Regions from separate parts of the Oryctolagus cuniculus genome. Here region 1 is linked to region 2. A link is a contact called in public Hi-C data. All regions are on one chromosome and are shown on one strand. The core of a region is the stretch at or near the end of the contact, and the rest is flanking DNA. Distances in the headings are between cores, read along the strand shown.

Evidence for each region. Hi-C and Micro-C count contacts between places; a contact is called where the count stands out from the background.
Region 1: a contact with region 2 is called in a Hi-C map of skin fibroblasts, with 6 times the contacts expected there. The contact joins the enhancer-like site here to the promoter of MAT2A in region 2. A contact is called at or near these places in 4 of 6 Hi-C or Micro-C datasets (ear pinna, psoas muscle, skin fibroblasts and 1 more).

Annotation. Positions count from the first base shown.
Region 1 is chr2:117,244,917-117,248,353 of mOryCun1.1, reverse strand. It overlaps ELMOD3 (ELMO domain containing 3), which reads left to right. Exons shown (of 13, transcript XM_008254179.4): 11 at 30-103; 12 at 282-409; 13 at 836-1,692. The coding sequence ends at 1,038. Among named protein-coding and RNA genes, the nearest start is that of CAPG, 27 kb to the right of the region's middle. Within about 2 kb of position 1,978, at least 1 of the 8 cell types and tissues checked has an H3K27ac peak or open chromatin away from gene starts, as enhancers often do. A contact at or near this core is called in ear pinna, where this site is marked.
Region 2 is chr2:117,131,637-117,134,737 of mOryCun1.1, reverse strand. MAT2A (methionine adenosyltransferase 2A) reads left to right here and starts at 1,353. Exons shown (of 9, transcript XM_051842703.2): 1 at 1,353-1,591. The coding sequence starts at 1,501. It also overlaps the pseudogene LOC100339706.

The DNA.
Region 1 (3,437 bases), core at 729-3,228, 110 kb before region 2:
CTGACACACCGGCCCCTCCGTTGCAGCAGTTCCCGTTCTGTCTGATGTCCGTGAACATCACCCGCATCGCCATCCAGGCCCTGAGGGAGGAATGTCTGTCCAGGTGAGTAGTGAGAGGCCCAGCGGAACCTGATTCGCTCCCTTGCCTGCTTCCAGCTCCTCAGCCTGTTCCTCACCTGCAGGAACTGGGGGGCCTGGACACCCCGGCCCCAGAGGAGGGGGTGTCCTGGGTCCGGGCTGGCTCCCCTGCGGGAGCTGAGCAGACATCTCCCTGTCCTTAGGGAGTGTAACCGGCAGCAGAAGGTCATCCCCGTAGTGAACAGCTTCTATGCGGCCACTTTCCTCCGGCTCGCCCACGTCTGGAGGACCCAGGAGAAGACCATCTCAGACTCGGGCTTTGTCCTCAAAGGTGAGCTCCCTCTACTGCAGTGGCCGAGGCTCAGACACCCCAGGGCGGAGCTGCAGTTCCCCACCCCACTCCATCCATCCGGCCTCCTCTGGAGTCTGCCCTTGGCCGCTGTCCACCACCACCCTCCTCCCTTTCGGGCCTGATGAAGAGGAGGTGATTGCATGAATCTAACCTGGAAGCCAGGGGCCGGCAGGCAGCCTGACCGTTCAGTCACGATTTTCCCGGACAATGTGGAGTGTGTGGTCTCCGAGGCCAGTGTCCTCCTCCTCCCTCTCCAGTGGGCCCTCTGTCTTTGGAGACTTGTTTGCCTTTATCTCTCTTGGTAGGGGTTGTGGCTGTTCCCTAGAAGTGCTAGGCTGGAGGCTCTAACGACTGTGCTGTCCAAAGCGCTCCCCAGCCTCCCTCCCTTAATCCTCTCTGCTCCAGACCTGGAAGTGTTAGCCAAGAAGAGCCCACGACGGCTGCTCAAGACCCTGGACATCTACCTGGCTGGGGTGTCAAAGGGCCAGGCCTCCTTGTTGGGGGCCCAGAAGTGCCCTGGGCCACAAGCCCCTCACGCCAAGGACCTCACCTTCACAGGCGTGTGTGACCTGCAGGCTCACTCAGCTGAAGGCTCCGGGCTGATCTGACGCTGCCCCACCGCAGCGGAGCAACGGAAAGACTTGAAGGCTGGGCCGCAGGGGCTTTCAGAGCAGCGCATGGCAGGCCATGTCCAGAACACCCTGGGCCGGCAGGAGGCGTGAGGGCAGACCTGCCTCTGGGGCGGGGAGAATCTTGCCTCAGTGTCAGTGGGGCTGCCGGCTGCAGGGTGGGTTCCAGGCCATGAGTGCAACAGCACTGTGTGCATCCTCCACATAGCCCCACACAGAAAGGATTCTCAAGGCAGCCACAGTCCTGACTGGCAACTGGGCATTAGGTAGAATTGAGACAGGGAAGAGGGCAGTGGCAACAGCCAGCAGGAGGCAGCATAGTCCAGGGCAAGGTGCTGAGAGCTCCAGTGAGCGTGGGCCTTCCTCTCCTGCAGCCACAGGGCAGCATCAGGGCCCCTCTGGGCCCTCAGGCCTCACACCTCCCACCTTGCTCTTTCTCAGCCCCCCCCTCCAGTACTTACCATCTAGAAATGGGCTTTCAGCCCCTGGGGGCTGCCCTGTCCTCAAGCCAGGAGCTGGGGCTTCCTCCCATGGAGGCTAGGCACTGTGTCAGGAGGGCGTCTTTCCAGTGGGTGGAGGGAAGAGGAAGTCTGCACACCGGCACTTTTCCAATAAAGAACTCTTCTCGTTTAAGGGTCACAAGTGTTTTCCCTTGGCCCCATCGTTCCAGGGCCGGGCTAGTGCCAGGTACTGCATGCATGGGGTGTATGGAGGCCCCAGCCCGGCCATGTGCTCCAGCAGAGAAGCTGCCTATGCCGTGGGCAAATTCCCACTGAGTTCAAGTGACGTCCACCCCACCTTGGTTGCCCTCGCAGGCCCCAGCTTCCCCGCACACGCCAGCTGGCGGTTGAGGAGGCCCTGGCTCTTGCTAGGATCACACGGTGGCAGGTACCGCACAGGGCCTTCCCTGCACTTGCTTCTGGGGCAGCCTGGCTCTGTTGCTCCCTCATGAAAGGGCCTCCAGGCCAGAGTACTTCCCCTGTCCTGTCCTCAAGTGGAGCTATGGAAGACTGTTACCAAGTCTGACTCACGGGAGGCAGACCCATCACAGAGGCAGGGACCACCGACGGCCACCCGGGGATGGAAAGGAACCCCTGGCTGGTGTCTGGATGCCTCGGGCATGCACTATTGCCAAACCCTGCAGGTGGCCTTGGGCCATCTTTGCCCAGCCTGAGCTAATTCTTCATTCCTGTCACTTTCTCCAGCCTGGCCTTCAGCTGACAATGAGATGGCTGGGGTGGGGTGGGGTGGGCAGGCGGAGCTGCAGCTCAGCCTCCACTCTGGGGTGAGTGTCAAGTCAGGTGGTTCCTTTCCCCCAAATCCCCATAGCTTGCCGAGCCTGTGAGGCTAACGCAGCCGCCCAGCCCTGAATGTGCTGCCCTTGGCTCATGGTCCACAGGAGTCCTGGGAGCCCCTTGCAGGGGAGGAGCAAGCGCCCTGGGCACGCCCTGGGTAATATTTTCCAGACCACATCATGCTCATGGCGTCAGACCTTGGGACATCAACAGTAATGCAGGCTGAAGTTTTTAAGTTGTAGTCATCTTGGTGGACAGACTGGTTTGAGGAGATGTGTGGACCCTCTGAAAACAGGTGCAGAAATTTTAATCTGTACATTTTTCTTTTTTTTTTTTTAAAGATTTGTTTATTTACTTGAAGGCAGAGTTACAGGTTACAGAGAGGCAGAGAGAGAGGTCTTCCATCCGCTGGTTCACTCCCAGATGGCTGCAACGTCCAGAGCTGTGCTGATCCGAAGCCAGGAGCTTCCTCTGGGTCTCTCACACAGGTACAGGGGCCCAAGGACTTAGACCATCTTGTACTGCTTTTCTAGGCCATAGCAGAGGGCTGGATCAGAAGTGGAGCAGCCAGAACTCTAACTGGTGCCCATGTGGGATGTTAGCACTGTAGGCAGTGGTTTTACCTACTATGCCACAGCGCTGGCCCCAATCTGTACATTTTTCTTAAGGGATTTAGGGACCAGCACTGTGGTATAGCAGGTAAAGCTGTCACCTGCAGTGCCAGCATCCCATATGGGCACCGGTTTGAGACCCGGCTGCTCCACTTCTGATCCAGCTCTCTGCTATGGCCTGAGAAAGCAGTTGACGATGGCCCAAGTGCTTAGGCCTTTGCACCAGCATGGGAGACCCAGAAGAAGCTCCTGGCTCCTGGCTTCAGATGGGCCCAGCTCCGGCCGTTGTGGCCATTTAGGGAGTGAACCAGTGGATAAAAGATCTCTCTCTCTCTTTGCCTCTGCCTTTCTGTAACTCTGCCTTTCAAATAAACCTTAAAAAAAGAAAAGGGCTTAGGTCCTTCACGGGAGACTTAACAATACTCCATAAATCTAAAAATATTGTCAAAGCCACTGAGCACAGCACTTACTC
Region 2 (3,101 bases), core at 104-2,603:
TGACACAGTCATTTTTCCACGGTGAGCTTGAAAAGTAAAAGCCAACAAATGAAGATAACAAGGCTTTTGTCTCTTCTTGCTTTTCTTGCTGCCTGCTGCGAGTGACCACGGATGAGCCCGTTATTAATCTTCTTTGTCCCAGCCCAAGAGCCTCCTTTGTTTCCCAGGGATCCTTTGGGCGAGTCCCACCTTTCCTCTCCGCTGAGGAGTCACCGTCCCAGGCCGCCCCTGGCACCCTGGGCACGCGCAGCCCCCCACCAGCCTGCACCGGGGTGCCACCCGTCCTCGCTGCGGCTCCCTTTTGGTGGGGACTCTAAGCAGTCGGTTCTCGACTCCCTACTCCTTGCTGGCTTCAGTCTTGTTTTTGCTCTTTTTCCTTCTCCAGAATTCCTTTCATGGGTAAAACGAGGGCACCCGCAGGTGATCATTTTAAAGTGAAAGTTTCACGCTGCAGCTCTGCAGCAGCACATTCAAGGGCTTGGCTAAGGCCCTGCCCCCAAGGGAAAGAACTAGCCCCCTCGACCGGGGCTGAAATGACGCGGCAAACAATTCTTTCTCTTTCAAAGGCACAGGAAAGACCGGGCCACGGCAGCCTGGTGAGCGGCCTCCTTTCTCTCCGACGAAGAAGAGGCCAGAGCGTGGCCTCGCTGTGGCGTCGACGAAGGCTGAGGGTGCCTCTAACACACTTTCGCGGGGGGGATGGGCTGGAGCGGCAATTGTTCAAATCGGTGACAGCACGGTTATTAATCAGCTCTCCAGCCATTTTCGCCAGAGCCACTAACCAAGAGATTGCTGGCTGGGCCGGGGCCCCTCAGAATTTCTAGCTGCCTGCCGCGAGCTGGGTGGGGTGGATAAGAAGCGTATTTTTTTTGGTCACTCAAGATGGCCACTTCCACACGCCTAAGAGCCCATGGGCTGCCTGTCACCAGACCCTAAATTAGCCGGGGCGGCGGGAAAGACCCTCGCCCAAAAGCCTTAGCACAAAACCTCGGCGGTTCCCGCCGCCACCACCGGGGGGCGCAACCCGGCGGAGAAGCAGCGCAGCCAACGGTCGGGAGGGAGGTGCCATTTCACAGCACAGGGGACCCGTGCCATAAAGCCCTGGTCGCTCTGCCTCTCCCACCGCGAAGACTCAGGATATTCACGTTTCCACGTACTCCACCGCCTATATACACACAGCTTCCTAAGATGGCTAACTACGCGAGTGCCTCCGCTCCCTCGCCTCCCCCCGCCTCGCACAGTGGTTCAGCCCGGGCTCCGCTCGGCGCACCCCGCCTTCCCCGGCCGCCCCCCGCGCGTGTGGTGCATTGGCGCGCGGCGCCGAGGGGCGGGGCCCGGGGCGGGCGCGCGCGGGCGCCGCGCTATAAATACTGGGCCGCGCCGGCCGTCGCCTCGTTTGCTCCGCGCCGGCCGTCAGCCTTCGGTAGAACGCAGTTGCTGCCTCGCTGCCGCTCGCTTGCCTCAACGCCACCGCCTTCATCCTCCGCCACCGTCGCCAACATGAACGGGCAGCTCAACGGCTTCCACGAGGCGTTCATTGAGGAGGGCACGTTCCTGTTCACCTCCGAGTCTGTGGGGGAAGGCCACCCAGGTGAGGGGCCTGGGCCCGGAGCCGAGGGCGGGAGGGGCGGGGCTGGGGCCGCACGGAGGCCCGCCGGCCGGACCCGCTGGTCAGCGGCGCCCGCGCGGCTCGCCCCTGGCCGCCGGGCGGTGGGGGGAGAACGGCGGCTGCGCGTTTTTCCTCGTGGCGCTGCCGGTGCCGAGCGCGTGGCCGCCCCTCCCCTCCCCCCGCCCATCCGGCCGCGCGCTCCGGCATGCGGAAGATTCCAGAAAACGTGCAGGGCGGGGGCCGCGGCCGCTCGTGGGCTGGCTCCGGGCGGGCATTCTTGTCTCCTCTCGGCGCTGCGGCCCGAAAGCCCTCGAGTGGGCGACCCGCCCCGCAGGCTCGCGGCCGGCCTCGGGAGCGCGCGCCCCGCATTGCAGCGGCGACCACGTGTCCGCCGCCGCGTGTGGCGGCGCCCGGGCCTGGGGCTGGGGGCGCGGGCTCGGGGTCTCCCCACGCCCGCGAGACGATGGCCGTGCCCTTAGGCGGCAGCGGCCTTGGCGTCAAGGTGACAGCCTCCGACTAAATATAGCGCGCGGTGGAGGCGGCAGCCCTTATTTGGGCGCGGTGGGGAGGCTGGGGAGGCTGAATGAAGCGGGAGCTGCCATTGCGTGGGGTTTCCTTTTAAAGGCTTTGGGGCCGACCGCCGGGCGAGGTCCTCCTCCACGTTCCTTTCTCGGGGCTTTGTCCACGGCGCCGCCATGATAGGGGCCACTTTGCACGTGAGCGAGGGAAGCGCCCCTAGGAACTGTCGCTCTTGGGCAGAGCACGTCACCTAATACAGATAATGACTGTGCTGCCCTTAAAGTGACCACGATAACGTGGTGTCTAGTCTGATGGCGTAAGGATCTGTTTCTCTGCAGGCGCCAGTGCTGCGCTGAGCGCCCACAGGCGAGCGAGTGGCAGCAAAGGACAGACGCGAGCCGGGGATCCGTGATGGAGGCCGGCTGTTCCGGCTGTGGCTTTCTTGTTTCTGTTGACCCAGCTTTTACAAGTTACAGGCTTTTAAAAACAGTTTGTTCATAAGTCTGGATTTTGGTCGCCATTCCCACTAACAGCTGAAGACAAGGATTCAGAATACATTTGGGCATGTTTTTTTCTGGAGAGCTCTAACAGAACCAAATAAGTGCTTACTCCCATTGTTCATAAAGTTAATATTTCCTGTCAGTTGTTTAGTTCTAATTCTGTTGCCCAAATTGGTGATCCTTAAATTAGGGCAACAGCTTGACAGGTGGTCTTAGTTATCCTAGACCCCAGGTGTGCGGGGGTTAAGAGGTGCTCTTGAATGTTGTAAAGGGAACTGTTTCTTTAAAGATACCACTGTTTTCTACTTTAACCTGATTAATTGGTTACAGGTCAACGGTGAAAATTGCTTTGCTTATGAGCTTAATTTTTCAAAACATTTGAAATATTTTTGAGATGGGACTGGAGTCGGTCGGATATAAATTTATGTATCATAATGGAGTAAGATGTGTTAAATATGCAGTGTTTTGCTGGA